Linked DNA regions of Macaca mulatta: region 2 is linked to region 1. Evidence: chromatin contacts called from public Hi-C data. All regions are on one chromosome and are shown on one strand. The core of a region is the stretch at or near the end of the contact, and the rest is flanking DNA. Distances in the headings are between cores, read along the strand shown.

The links. Hi-C and Micro-C count contacts between places; a contact is called where the count stands out from the background.
Region 2: a Hi-C map of CD4 T cells shows a contact between it and region 1, with 2.8 times the contacts expected there. The contact joins the promoter of URB1 here to the promoter of CFAP298 in region 1. A contact is called at or near these places in 6 of 14 Hi-C or Micro-C datasets (CD4 T cells, cortical neurons, fetal cortex germinal zone and 3 more).

What each region holds. Positions count from the first base shown.
Region 1 is chr3:14,736,965-14,743,618 of T2T-MMU8v2.0, reverse strand. CFAP298 (cilia and flagella associated protein 298) reads right to left here and starts at 2,813. Exons shown (of 7, transcript NM_001194041.3): 1 at 2,100-2,813. The coding sequence starts at 2,238.
Region 2 is chr3:14,944,856-14,951,410 of T2T-MMU8v2.0, reverse strand. URB1 (URB1 ribosome biogenesis homolog) reads right to left here and starts at 1,585. Exons shown (of 40, transcript XR_003727897.2): 1 at 1,328-1,585.

The DNA.
Region 1 (6,654 bases), core at 1,564-4,063:
ATGGTGTCACTGAATGGGATGTTTACTGTCTCCCTCTCCACCACAGTCTAAGCTACTTATTTCTTAAAAATAAGGGAAGGTTAGATAACATCTATCACAGTCATCATGATGCCACCTCATACCCCATTGGAATGTTACCTTCCAGGGGTCAGGGGCCTTGCCCATCTGGCTCTCTATTTTATGGAACGAACATTTATATGCCACTTGCTATGTGCCAGACCTGGCCTGGACCCTTGACACAGGGGCACGGTACTGGTCTTATTCATCCTTGTCTTTCTTTTCTTTGAGACAGGGTCTCCCTCTCTCACCCAGGCAGGAGTGCAGTGGAGTGATCTCAGCTCACTGCAGCATTGCCTCCCGGGTCCAAGCGATTCTCATGCCTCAGCCTCCCAAGTAGCTGGGACAACAGGCATGTGTCACCACGCCCAGTTCAGTTTTGTATTTTTAGTAGGGACTGAGTTTCACTATGTTCTAGGCTGGTCTAGAACTCCTAGGCTCAAGGGATCCACCTGCCTCTGCCTCTCAAAGTGTCAGGATTACCCGTGTGACCATTGCACCTGGCCCCATCCTTGTCTTCTGAAGGCTGAGCACTGGTGCAGAATAAATACATGAATTTTAAGTTCACTAATGTGACTCTCAGCATTCAGCACATTTCCAATTTATAATGTTATAGAAAGAAAAGACAAATTCCTTTTCTCCTCAAATGCTTTAAGATAACATTTAATATTGTGTTTGTGTTGGAAGCTCAATTAATACACTACACATAAGTTTCATGAAAAGAACCATAACCCTCAGGAATTTCTCCACGGTGCAGAAATTACAAGTTCTGCAATTTAATCAATACATTTAATAATAAATCACATATTCATGCAATTTAATAAATCACATAAATGAATATACTATTTATTGCAAATAGTTACGTTTGTATTTTCTATGTATACATAATGATAGTTATATAAACACTTAGTAATATCCTACACCACATCAGAAAGTATCATCCCGTCAAGTTCAAAAGCTATGCTGTCTAATGCGGCAGGTACTCACTCACTTGGCGATTTAAATTTATTCAAATTAATTAAAATCGGCCGGGCGCAGTGGCTCACACCTGTAATCCAGCACTTTGGGAGGCCAAGGCAGGAGGATCACCTGAGGTCAGGAGTTCGAGACCAGCCTGGCCAACATGATGAAACCCCGCCTCCACTAAAGATACAAATATTAGCTGGGCGTGGTGGCATGTGCCTGTAATTCCAGATATTTGGGAAGCTGAGGCAGGAGAATCCCTTGAACCCGGGAGGCGAAGGTTGCAGTGAGCCGAGATCGCACCACTGCACTCCAGCCTGGGCGACAGAGAGACCCTGTCTCTCTCTCTCTCTCACACACACACACACACACACCCCACACACTATATATATATTTAATAAATTAAAATGAAAATGTAAAATTCGGTTGCCTGGCCACACTAGCCACATTCCAAATGCTCTGCCACACGTGGCCGGCGGCTACCCAATGGACAGCACAGATGGGGGCCCTTCCACCGCGGGGAGATTCTGCGGAACAGCGGTGCCCTGGAACCTGCGCGGGGAAGGGAGACGGCGCCGCCAAGCGAACAACAGGCCGTTTCCAGGGCGGGGAAAAATCACCAAGGCTTCCTCAACTGTAAGGAGCCGCCCCAAAGCCAGGTGGCTCGCTGCTTTACATCGGGCGACTAAAAATAGTAAATTCAGCTTTTAAAAGCCCATCCAGTTCTCATCTCACCCCTCACACGTGATTAATTGCACTAAGTCGGCTGTTCAGCCCGGTCTTTAGGTTCCCTCCTCCCTCCCCAGCCCATTTCCACTTATTCGCAGCACCCCAGGATTCGCAGCATCCCGGCTCCGAGAGGCACCTGGGCCCACCTCCCAGCCCGGGATGCCAGACAGGCCGGACCTTCGGTTCCTTATTCATCTCCGGTTAACCCTAGTGTCCCGTTTCAACCCCGGCTGCTGCAAATCTCTTCAATAATCTTCACAAACCTGACCCCTCGGCCCATCCTGCCCCTCTTTCTCCATCCCACGCCTGTCTCTCGATCTGTCCCGGCTGGGCCCGCCCGTGAGCCGCACCTGAGCAGAGGCGCTGCACCTTGAGGCGCCCATTATAGACCCGGGCCACCTGCACCGTGAGCTCCTCCAGCTCGGTGCTCCCAGGCGCCTGCAGCAGGAACTGGCTCTCGTCGCCCCGCTTCACGTGCAGCAGAACCATGGCGGTCCCGCCGAGGCACTGAGGCGGTGAGAAGGCCCGGGCTGTGTGGCCCGCGGATCCGGCCGGCCGAGGGTCGCCGGATCGCCAGCAGCGGCGACGTACTAACAACAGCCGCTCGGGGGCCCGAACCCCACGCTCCCGAGCCCGCAGTGAGCTAGGGAAACGGCACTCGCTCCCGGAAGTGGATGTTGCCAGCAGCAACAGTGAAGCAGAGTCAAAAGAGCCGCCAGCTCCAGCTCAGAACTCGCGTAGCGGAGGCTGGTGTGCACTGAGGCCCAGCAATCTACGCCCACATGTAGCTGCCGCCGGGGAAACCACCCACACAGCCTGAGAGGGCAGCTGATTCTGGCCGGGCCGACGGAAGGAGATTCGCAGAGGCCCCTCCCGGAAGTGACTGTTGTCGTGGCAACTTCCCAAACACAGACCAAGCCGCTGAAGTGGAGGGTGGACCTCCCAATCGACTGGTCTGGGGCCCGAGATTCCACTCAGGGAGATACGTGGGCTGAGGTGGGAGTTACTAGATGGGGAATGGGAGGGACGGCAGGCAACATACGCGCCGAGTTCCGCAACTGCCGCCCCACAACCGCTCCACATTCTAGCGTCCCTTCCGCCGCTTTCAGTCTCCACTTCCGGCAACGCCTCCATGCTGCTTCCGGCCTGGGAAAGTTTGGCGGCAGCGACCTAGAACTGGGTCGCTCTGTTGGCTGCTGTTTGCGCGCGTTTGCTTTTCAGGACGGAGGGGCCAGGGCGAGTGTCCGCACTTCTTCGTTCAGGCTGATTTGGATGGCGTTGGTAGGGTAGCTCCAGCGTTTCCTGCCTCAGCGACCCTTCCCGAAATATCCAGCGGACTCTTGCAGAAGTCGATCGGCGTCAGTCGCTGTTTCTTCCGGGCGCCGCAGATCCACAGTCACTGCTCCCATGGAGCTTATATTTTAGTGTGACAAAGAGAAAATAAAAATAAATGGCAGGCCGGGCGCTGTGGCTCACGCGTGTAATCCCAACACTTTGGGAGGTCGGGAGTTCGAAACCAGCCTGGCCAACATGGTGAAACCCCGTCTCTACTAAAAATACAAAAATCAGCCAGACGTAGTGGCACGTGCCTGTAATTCCAGCTACTAGGGAGCCTGAGGTGGGAGAATCGCTTGAACCCGGGAGGCGGAGGTTGCAGTGAGCCTAGATCGCGCCACTCCATCCTCTGCGACAGAGTGAAACTGTGTTTCAAAAATAATAAATAAACGGACAATGCAAATTCAAATACAGGACTAAAAAAACTAAACAGGTTGATGGACTTCTTAGGTTGGATGGTCAAGGAATGCCTGAAGAGATGCATAACATTTGCAGAGTCCTTAGTAACAAGGCGTCTAGGCGAGATGGTGCAAGGCCTCTACCCGTTGTCTCGTTCTTGGAGGGGAGCAGTGCTGAGTACATATTGATTTGACTGTTACAAGCGCCCGCTACTTCCTGTTCCTTAAGCTTTGGAACTTTGGTCTTCTTGGTTGAAACTGGGGAGTGTGTGTTGGGGAGGGGGCGTGTTGGGCGAAAGGGTATGACTGAAGGCCTGGAAATGCCCAAAGCCAATCTGGGCTTGGTAGGAAGACTGATAACTGATAGTGGATAGAAGGGGGATGGAGCCTTGGGAGAGGGGAAGATGTGTTATTATTTCTAGTACTGTTGAGACAGGGATCACTCAAACCCCGGAACAGGCAGTACTGGTCTGATTGGCAAATGCCTATCTCGCCAGGGGAAATGGGCTACTATGTTTTCTTAGCTCCTGACTGCGGGCCATAAGGTCATACCCTTTCTCTTGAATCCAATTCTGTAGTCATCAGCTTCTTAAAATTTTACAGTATAGCCTTCCAGATAGAGAGCTACATGTCCACAAACTTACATATTTTACGGGGTCTCCATATAATTGTTAATAATATTGAGAAATGTGGAAAATCGTTGCATAAGAACCCATGTTTTGACCATCCAGTTTTGTTTAAATATGTAGCTTAGTAATCATCTAGTGATTATTAAATCATCTAGTGATTAAAATAACCACAGATCAAGCCCGTGCAGTATCTTTAAATTTGTCAGCCCTGGTATTTGTGGTCCTCATAATTTTATTATAACTGCATTCTGTTCAGCATTTTCTTTTCTTTTCTTTCTTTCCTTTTTTTTTTTTTTTTTTTTTTTTTTTTTTGAGACAGAGTCTCACTCTTGTCGCCCAGGCTGGAGTGCAGTGGCTCATTGCAACCCCTGCCTCCTGAGTTCAAGCAATTCTCCTGCCTCAACTTCTTGAGTAGCTGGGATTACAGGCACCCGCCACCAGGCCCAGCTAATTTTTGTATTTTTAGTAGAGACGGGGTTTCGCCATGTTGGCCTGTCTGGTCTCCGCCCGCTTCAGCCTCTGGAAGTGCTGGGATTATAGGCTGGGATTATAGGCGTGAGCCACTACCTGGCCCTGTTCAGCATTTACTTAAGGTCCTTTTCTTCTCATACAGGGCTTGTCTTAAATATCTGTGGCTAGCTCTTTCTTGGTGTGGTTTCAGCAGTCATAAATCATGCAAAGCCTGTTTTCTTGCCCTCAGGCACCCAAGTGAGTTCGAATCTGAAGACCAAGATGACACCTGGTGTGGTCTTGTGAGTTTTTACTAGTTTTCTCTTTGTATTTGAGGTGCTGTTGCCTTTCTAGGATGAAGAGCATCTTATGACCATTTGTATCTGTTCAGCAGTCCATCAGTGATTAACATCCTGATCTGGATAATTTATGAGTCTTTCATGATGGCTGCTGGATATCAGGCAGCCAGAAACGAAAAGAGCAAATTTTGCTCTATTGACTGCCTTTTTTTTTTTAGGTCCTAACACACTACAGATACAGTTAAGGCCTCTCTCTAATCCCATTCTCTTCTTCCCCTTCTCCAGAGGTAAACTGCTATTCTGAATTTGGTGCTTATCATTTCCATTGCATGTTTTTAATACCATTAACATGTGTATATACCCCTAAAAATATATCGTCTTGTGTATTTTAAATTTTATTTTATTTATTTATTTATTGAGACGGAGTCTTGCACTGTCGCCCAGTCTGGAGTGCAGTGGTGCAAACTCGGCTCACTGCTACCTCCGCCTCCCAGATTCAAACAATTCTCCTTGCCTCAGCCTACCAAGTGGCTGGGTAATTACAGGCGCCTGCCACCACGCCCAGCTAATTTTTTTGTATTTTTAGTAGAGACGGGGTTTCACTATGTTGGCCAGGCTGGTCTCAAACTCCTGACCTCGTGATCCGCCTCCCTTGGCCTCCTAAAGTACTAGGATTACAGGCATGAGCCACTGCAGCCGACCTTGTAAATTTTATATAAATGATGTCATACTATTTTGTATCTTGCTTTATGGCTACCCTGTGAGGTTTTCACTCACTTATTTTCCACTCCACTCCCCAGTTGACGTTTATTTCTGGATTTCACCATTACAAACAATGCCTCTCATGTTCCACAGATCCTAGTTTCTCTAGTAGTCGGATTTCTTGTTGATAGGGTACATGAATTTTACCTAATATTGTTAAATTGTTTTCTTGAGCTGATGTGCTAGTTTACTCTTTCACCAACCATGTAAGAGTTCCCCTCTCTCCGTATAATTGGTAATCCTTGATATGGTCAGACATTTTTCTAACATTAATAAATTGGTGTTTTGATTTATACATCAGTTTCTTGTGAGTTTGCTTATTACATGCCTATCACCCTTGCTATAGTTTCTGGCCCTGCAGAGCTCAGAATCTGGCTGTGGGTCAGGTAAAAAGAATGAAAACTAAGCTACAGACTGGAGAAGTATCTGCAAACCACATATCCAATGAAAGATGAGTAGAATCTATAATATGTAAATAATCTTCTAAACTTAACTGTAAAAACAAAATCCATTTAGAAGATGGGCAAAATACCACAGACACTTCACTGAATATAAGATGGCAAATAAGCACTTGAAAAGATCTTCAGGCTGGGCGCAGTAGCTCACACCTGTAATCCCAACACTTTGGGAGGCCGAACTGGGCAGATTACGTGAGGTCAGGAGTTTGAGACCAGCCTAGCCAAAATGGTGAAACCCATCTCTACTAAAAACACAAAAAATTAGCTGGGCATGGTGGCAGGCACCTATAATCCCTGCTACTTGGGAGACTGAGGCAGGAGAATCATCAGAACCCAGGAGGCGGAGGTTGCAGTGAACCAAGATTGTGCCACTATACTCCAGCCTGGTTGACAGAGCAAGACTCCATCTCAAAAAACAAAAACAAAAGATTTTTATCATTAGCTGTTAGGGAAATGCAAATTAAAACCACAAGGAAACATCCACTACTATAATGGCTAAAATAAAAAAAAATAACGACAACACCAAATGAGGAAAAGGATGGGGAGAAGCTGGATTACTCATGCATTGCTGATG
Region 2 (6,555 bases), core at 336-2,835, 210 kb before region 1:
ACATGGAGAAACCCCATCTCTACTAAAAATGCAAAATTAGCCGGGCGTGGTGGTGCATGCCTGTAATCCCAGCTACTTGGGAGGCTAAGGCAGGAGAATTGCTTGAACCTGGAGGCGGACGTTGCGGTGCGCCAAGATCGCATCATTGCACTCCAGCCTGGGCAACAAGAGCGAATCTCTGTCTCAAAAATAAATAAATAAAAAATAATGAATTCGGAAATATATAATTCTATGCTAATGTAAGTATCATCTTCCTAGCTGTGACTAGCAAGTACAGGTATCAAAACTTTAAAAACAGGCCAGGTGTGGTGGCTCATGCCTATACTCCCAGCCCTTTGAGAAGACAAGGTGGGAGCATTGCTTGAGACTGGGAGTTCGAGGGCAGCCTGGACAACATAGTGAGATTCCATCTCTACAAAAAGTGAAAAAAAAAAACATAGCTGGGAATGGTGGTGTGCACCTACAGTCTCAGCTACTTGGGGGACTGAGGTGGGAGGGCAGCGTAAGCCCAGAAGTTCAAGGCTGCAGTGAGCCATAATTGTGCCACTGCACTTCATTCAACCTTGGCAACACAGCAAGATCCTGTCTGTTAAAAAAAAAAAATCAGGACAAAAATTGAAGTTGAAGCTATTTTGGCCATTAATTTAATAATTTATTTATCCTGAGAGAAAAACTGCCACTGTTTTATGTTAGAGCAATGCTTCCACATGGCAACACGTTCAATTGCGTTTTTCCCAAACCATGTTACTTTCCGAACGATTACAAGTAGTCGTGAAGGATGGTCACACTTCACAAAAAGTGTAATTATAGAGTCGACTCCATCTCAGTCACTGGCCCATTCCTGGTAAACTGACAAGTAGCTGTGGTGGCTTCCAGCAGCTTGTTACAAGTCATCAAGTCAGTATGAGTGCTGGGGGATAGAAGCTCTTGAAAAAACGGTGCTGACGCCCCAAGGAGTAGCAAAGTGTATCATGAACCGTCCTGAGCTGACTCAGTAAGGACTCAACAGAGAAGGACACTTCATTTACTTCCCTGACAACTGCAATAAAATTTAGAACTAGCGGAGGGATGCTGCCTGGGCAAGGGAAATAAATGTGTTGTAACGTGAAATGGTCCCAATCAAGCAAGTCGGGGTCCCCTCGCTATCGCCGATAGTCCAGAGCAAGGAAGTACAGAGCAGTCCTGAACCTCAGTCTTCTGCAAACCAGAGGCTTGCTACTGAGCCTAGGTGACCCGAAAGCTGAAGAAAAGAGAGGTTGTGCCTGGCACACGGAGGCCGCCTCGCCAGCCTGTGCTCCTGATCCTGCGCCTGCCGCCCCGGACTCACCTGGCCCGGGGCCCTGCGGGTCCTTCAGCTGAGCCTTGAACCGCACGCCCGTGAGCTCTTCTTTGCGGGCCCGCTTGGCTGCGCCCGCGGAGGAAGCCGCGCCGTCCTGGCCACTCGAGGCCTTCCTCTTGGAGACCCCCATGGCCGACAGGGCGGAAGCGCGACAGAAACGACACACCTGAGGGGTCCCGGCAGGAGCACTAGCACAGAGAGCGGACACGCGCTTCAGGACCACATGGGGCAGGAAAGGGCGGGGATACCGGAAGAGGCGGGGCTCGGGGAAACGCAGGCGGAAGGCGCGGGCCCGCTGGAGGCCGGGACCGGCGGAAGGGGCGTGGCCTGTGGAAGGGGTAGGCCGGCGGGAATCCAGTCATGGGTCTCCCTGTGAGTTTGCTGTCCCGGTTGGCTCGGTCACGGCATGGGGCGAGCGGACACTCCACGACACTCCCCTCCCCCGGCTGCGGGGTTTGGGGTGCACTGGGGCGCGCTCCTGATCCCGGTGGCTCTCTCGGGTGCTCTTGGCAGGAAGAACTCCCAGACCTTTCACTCCTGGCCCGGCCGGTCCGCGAAGACGCGGGCCCCGGCGCATACAAGCAGCACAATGAGTAGTTCTTGACCCGAGGTCGCCCTGACGGTGTCGCATGAAGAGCTTGCTTCACACACAACAGGATTCGATACTTTGCCAATTTGAGACCCGGGTGGCTGGCAGGGAAGGCGGATTCGCCTTGGCTAGGTGCCGGGCAGGTCCCCCTCTGCGGGTGCCCCTGACTTCGACCCCTAGCTTATGTCACAGCCCGAACCAGATCGACTGGTCTGGTAGGATGTCACTCCAGACTGTCCTCCACCCCAGACTTCCCCAAACTGATGGGCTGTTTGTGCCGTACAGGGTGGGAGGAGAAGACCAAACGAAGTAACGTCTGTAAAACCTCTTCCTGGACAGCATAAGGCCTCCACATCTAAGTTCCTGCCATTAAAATGGAGACAGCAAAGCCAACCCTATCCAGTCCTTGGGACTGTTATGAACAGAAAATGATGCAATGTATGAAAAACTGCTTTAACGAGGAAAACAATACAGTGTGTTTTTGGAAGATGTTATTGACTTGTGAACCGCATTAAATGCTCTGAAATAAAATGAAAGTAAAAATGAATAAGTAAAAACAGGCTGGTACATATTTTAATACGACTTCATCAATACTTGGGTATGTGTCCAAATAAATCATGAACCAGCGGATTAGATAAGTAACTTGGTGATTACTGAAATTCTCCATCAGGTTGTCCTCTAGTCTAAGAAAATAGTGTTTCATATTCTGTAAGCAGATATGTTTTGAACATCTGAGGATGTGGCGTTTTGTGGCCTGTTGGGGTTGTAGAGTTTCTAGTAGAAAAAGCACGTGTGTTGACACTGAGCCTCTGTCCTGACAAGGTTATTGTGCTTGTGGAGATGTCTGTTGTAGGCAGGTCAGAGATAGGGTGTCACCCCCAGCAGATATGAGCTAATGCAGCAGTATTGAGAGGGGGATATGCTCAAAAAGTCATCTGTAAAAGGCAGCACTCATTAGTGAATACAGACTTAATTCTGACTGATTATCCACACTGGTCCTCTTTGGTTAATCGCTAACCACCAACTTTGTTTTCTGCCATGGTGGTCCCAACCAAAGAGTTATCAGAGAGCAGAAACAGTCAAAAGCCCTGAGTTCGGTTTCTGCCTGTGTGACCTTGGTCAAATTACCATCTCTCTGCGCTGGTTTGCTTTACAAACAATTAAAGAGCATGAGGAACTTCCCAGGATTATCCAGCTAGTAACTGGTGGAGCCAGGACTCACCCAGTGTATCTTAGTCCCAAATTGAAAGCAAAGAAACAGAAGTTGGCAGTGCCCATTTACAGCCTTAGCCAGAGATGTGCGTGATGGCAAGTGTGGCTCAGAAGTGCATTTTGATGCTTTAGACTAAGTTAATGTCATGAATCGTTGATGCTGGGTTAACCCTTTGTTCGGTTATGAGGCTCACCAACCTCTGGATAGTGACTTGGCTTTCCATATCAAAGCTTTGCATTATTTGCCTCCAGGAGCATTCTGGTTTGTTGCAGACTATGTGGTACTGCTCCTAGGACATTGTAAGCCGAGGAAAAAAGCTGAGGGCTTTTGTACTTGTTCTCTGTCTTTGAAACTCTTTGCCCAGAGCTCAAGTGGCTCAGATAGTCACTTCATGTGGACTTTTCCTGTTCATACCTCACTCTCTGTCTCCTGACCTTTCTTGATTGGGCCTATTTCATAAAGACACTAATTCCATCTGAGGGCTCCCCCCTCATGAGCTAATTACCTCACAAAAAGCCCCCCACCACCAAATAATATCGCATTGGGGATGGGGTTTCAACATAGTGAATTTGAGGGGGACACAAACATTCAAACCATAGCACTTTCCCAACGTGAAGATGATTTTTCAGTTAAGTTCTAACAATCTTTTCAGAAACAGATAATTCTCACCTTGTGCAGTTTGTTCCACAAAATAAAAAATAAAGTATCCCAACATCTTTTACGAGCCTCATATAACCTTAAATACAGAACAAGCTAAGGATAATACAAAGTATGAAAATGATGAACTTATTTCAAGTATGGATATAAATGTGTGTAAATAGAATATTAGCTAACTGAATACAAAGCTGCACTTGAAAAAAAAACACAAGAAATACAAGGAAATAATACCTTGCTTATATAACTCACCACAATAATGGATTAAAGGAGAAAAATCCATTATGATTTCAATAGATGGAAAAAGACATTTGAAAAAATACCTATTTATGATTTTAAAAATTCACATAAAACTAGGAATAGAAGGACTTTCCTTAACTTGGTAAAGATTATACACCAAAACCCTGCAGCAACCATCATGAACAATGGGAAAACTTTACATGCCCTTGAATTATAACTGGGAACAATAGGAAAAACAGGGATGTCCACCATGCTACTATCTATTACGAGAGGTCATGGCTAGTGAAATAAGGCAAGACAAAGAAGAAGTGAAACTGTCATCTAATTGGAAAAGTCAACAGAAATGCAAACTAAGTAAGAGTTTAGCAAGGTTGTCAGACATAAAATCAGTTACCAAAATTGGTAGCATTACCTCTACATTAGCAATAGCTAATTTATATATGTAGGAGAAGCTGGGTATGGTGGCTCATGCCTGTAATCCCAGCGCTTTGGGAGACTGAGGTGGGAGGATCACTTGAACTCAGGAGCAACATAGTGGGACCTTGTCTCTCCAAAAAAAAAGAAAAAAAAAATTTAAGTAGCTGGGTATGGTGGTGCATTCTGCAGTCCCAGCTAATCAGGATGCCAAGGTGTGAGGATTGCTTGAGCACAGAACACTGAGGCTGCCGTGAGCTGGATTGCCCCACTGCACTCCAGCCAAGGCAACAGAGGGAGACCCTGTCTCAAAAAATAAAATAAATATAAAACAAAAATAAATAAATATGTGATAGAAAACAAAGCACCATTTAGAAAGAATGGAGCGATGTCAAAGAGTCATAGGAACCAACTTGAAAGAACTCCCACTGGAACAGTTTTGGTGACAAAACGAATAATATAGCATTGGATCATAACCTAGGGTAAAAAGTAAACATATGTAAGTCCATACTGATATAAAAAATGATGATCACCAGGCATGGTGGCTCATGCCTGTAATCCTAGCACCTTGGGAGGCTGAGGCAAGAGGATCACTGGAACCCAGGAGTATGGGTCCAGCCTGGGCAACAGTTTAGCAAGACCCCATCTCTAAAAGAAATAATAATAATAAAATAAAAATAAATTGGTTGCTAAGTAAATAAATGGGGGAGAAGAGATAAATCTTCCTTACAAAAGTAATACAAATAATATATGTAGATACGTCCCACTTCAAGAGGTGGACCTTAATTCAAATACTCCTCCCCACTTCCCCAGTGTAGGTTTAGTGACTTACTTCTAAAGACTGGAATACGAAAAGGGAAAAATGATAACTCTATAATAGAGAAGCAAGGCAAACACTACCTTATCCAAGGGATCAAAGTTAATGTCATGTATATGCTGTTAGATGTACATAAATCAAGTTACTCTTATGTACCCCTGATGTGATGTGTGATGAAGATGCTTTGCCTCTGTATATCCTTCCTGAAACCCATAATCCCAGTCCAGTTGTGTGGAAAACATCAGACAAACCCAAATTGAGGGACAGTCTAAAAAGTACATGAGCAGTACCCTTTAAAACTGTCGAGGTCATGAAAAGCAATGAAGAACTGAAACACGACCACAGACCAGATGTGATGGGAGACGCAACGATAAAATGCACTTTGGTACCCTGGACTGGACCCTGAAGCAGAAAAAGGCCACAAGGGGAAAAATTAGTACAGCGCAAATAAAATAAAGTCAGGCATTTAGTTAATAGTAACGTCCCAATGCTGCTTGCTTAGTTGGCAAATGCACCCTACAACTGTCAGAAATGCAAAACATTAGATGAAACTGGCTGAGAGTATATGGAATTTTTTCAAATGTTCTGCAAATCTAGAATCATTTCAAAATAAAAATTGTAGTCAAGGCTGGGCATGGTGGCTCACACCTGTAATCCCAGCACTTTGGGAGGCCGAGGTGGATAGATCACTTGAGGTCAGGAGTTCGAGACCAGCCTGGCCAACATGACAAAACCCTGTCTCAACTAAAAGTACAAAAAGTAGCTGGGCGTGGTGGCGTATGCCTGTAACCCCAACTACTGGGGAGGCTGAGACAGGGGAATCGCTTTAACCCAGGAGGTGGAGGTTGTAGTGAGCCAAGATCATGTCACTGCACTCCAGCCTGGGCAACCGAACAAGACCCTGTGAAAGAAAGAAAGAAAGAAAGAAAGAAAGAAAGAAAGAAAGAAAGAAAGAAAGAAAGAAAGAAAGAAAGAAAGAAAGAAAGAGAAAGAAAGAAAGAGAGAGAGAGAGAAAGAGAGAGAGAGAGAAAGAGAGAGAGAGAGAGAGAGAGAAAGGAAGGAAGGAAGGAAGGAAGGAAGGAAAGAAAGAAAGAAAGAAAGAAAAAGAAAGAAAGAAAGAAAGAGAAAGAAAGAAAAGAAAAGAAAGAAAGAAAGAGAAAGAAAGAAAGAGAAAGAAGGAAGGAAGGAAAGAAAAGTGTAGTTAAAACAAAGACCTATAGATAGGAACTTTTTATTTTTAATTTTGAAACAGCTTTATTAAGGTAAAAATGAGAGTGTGGTATCCAATC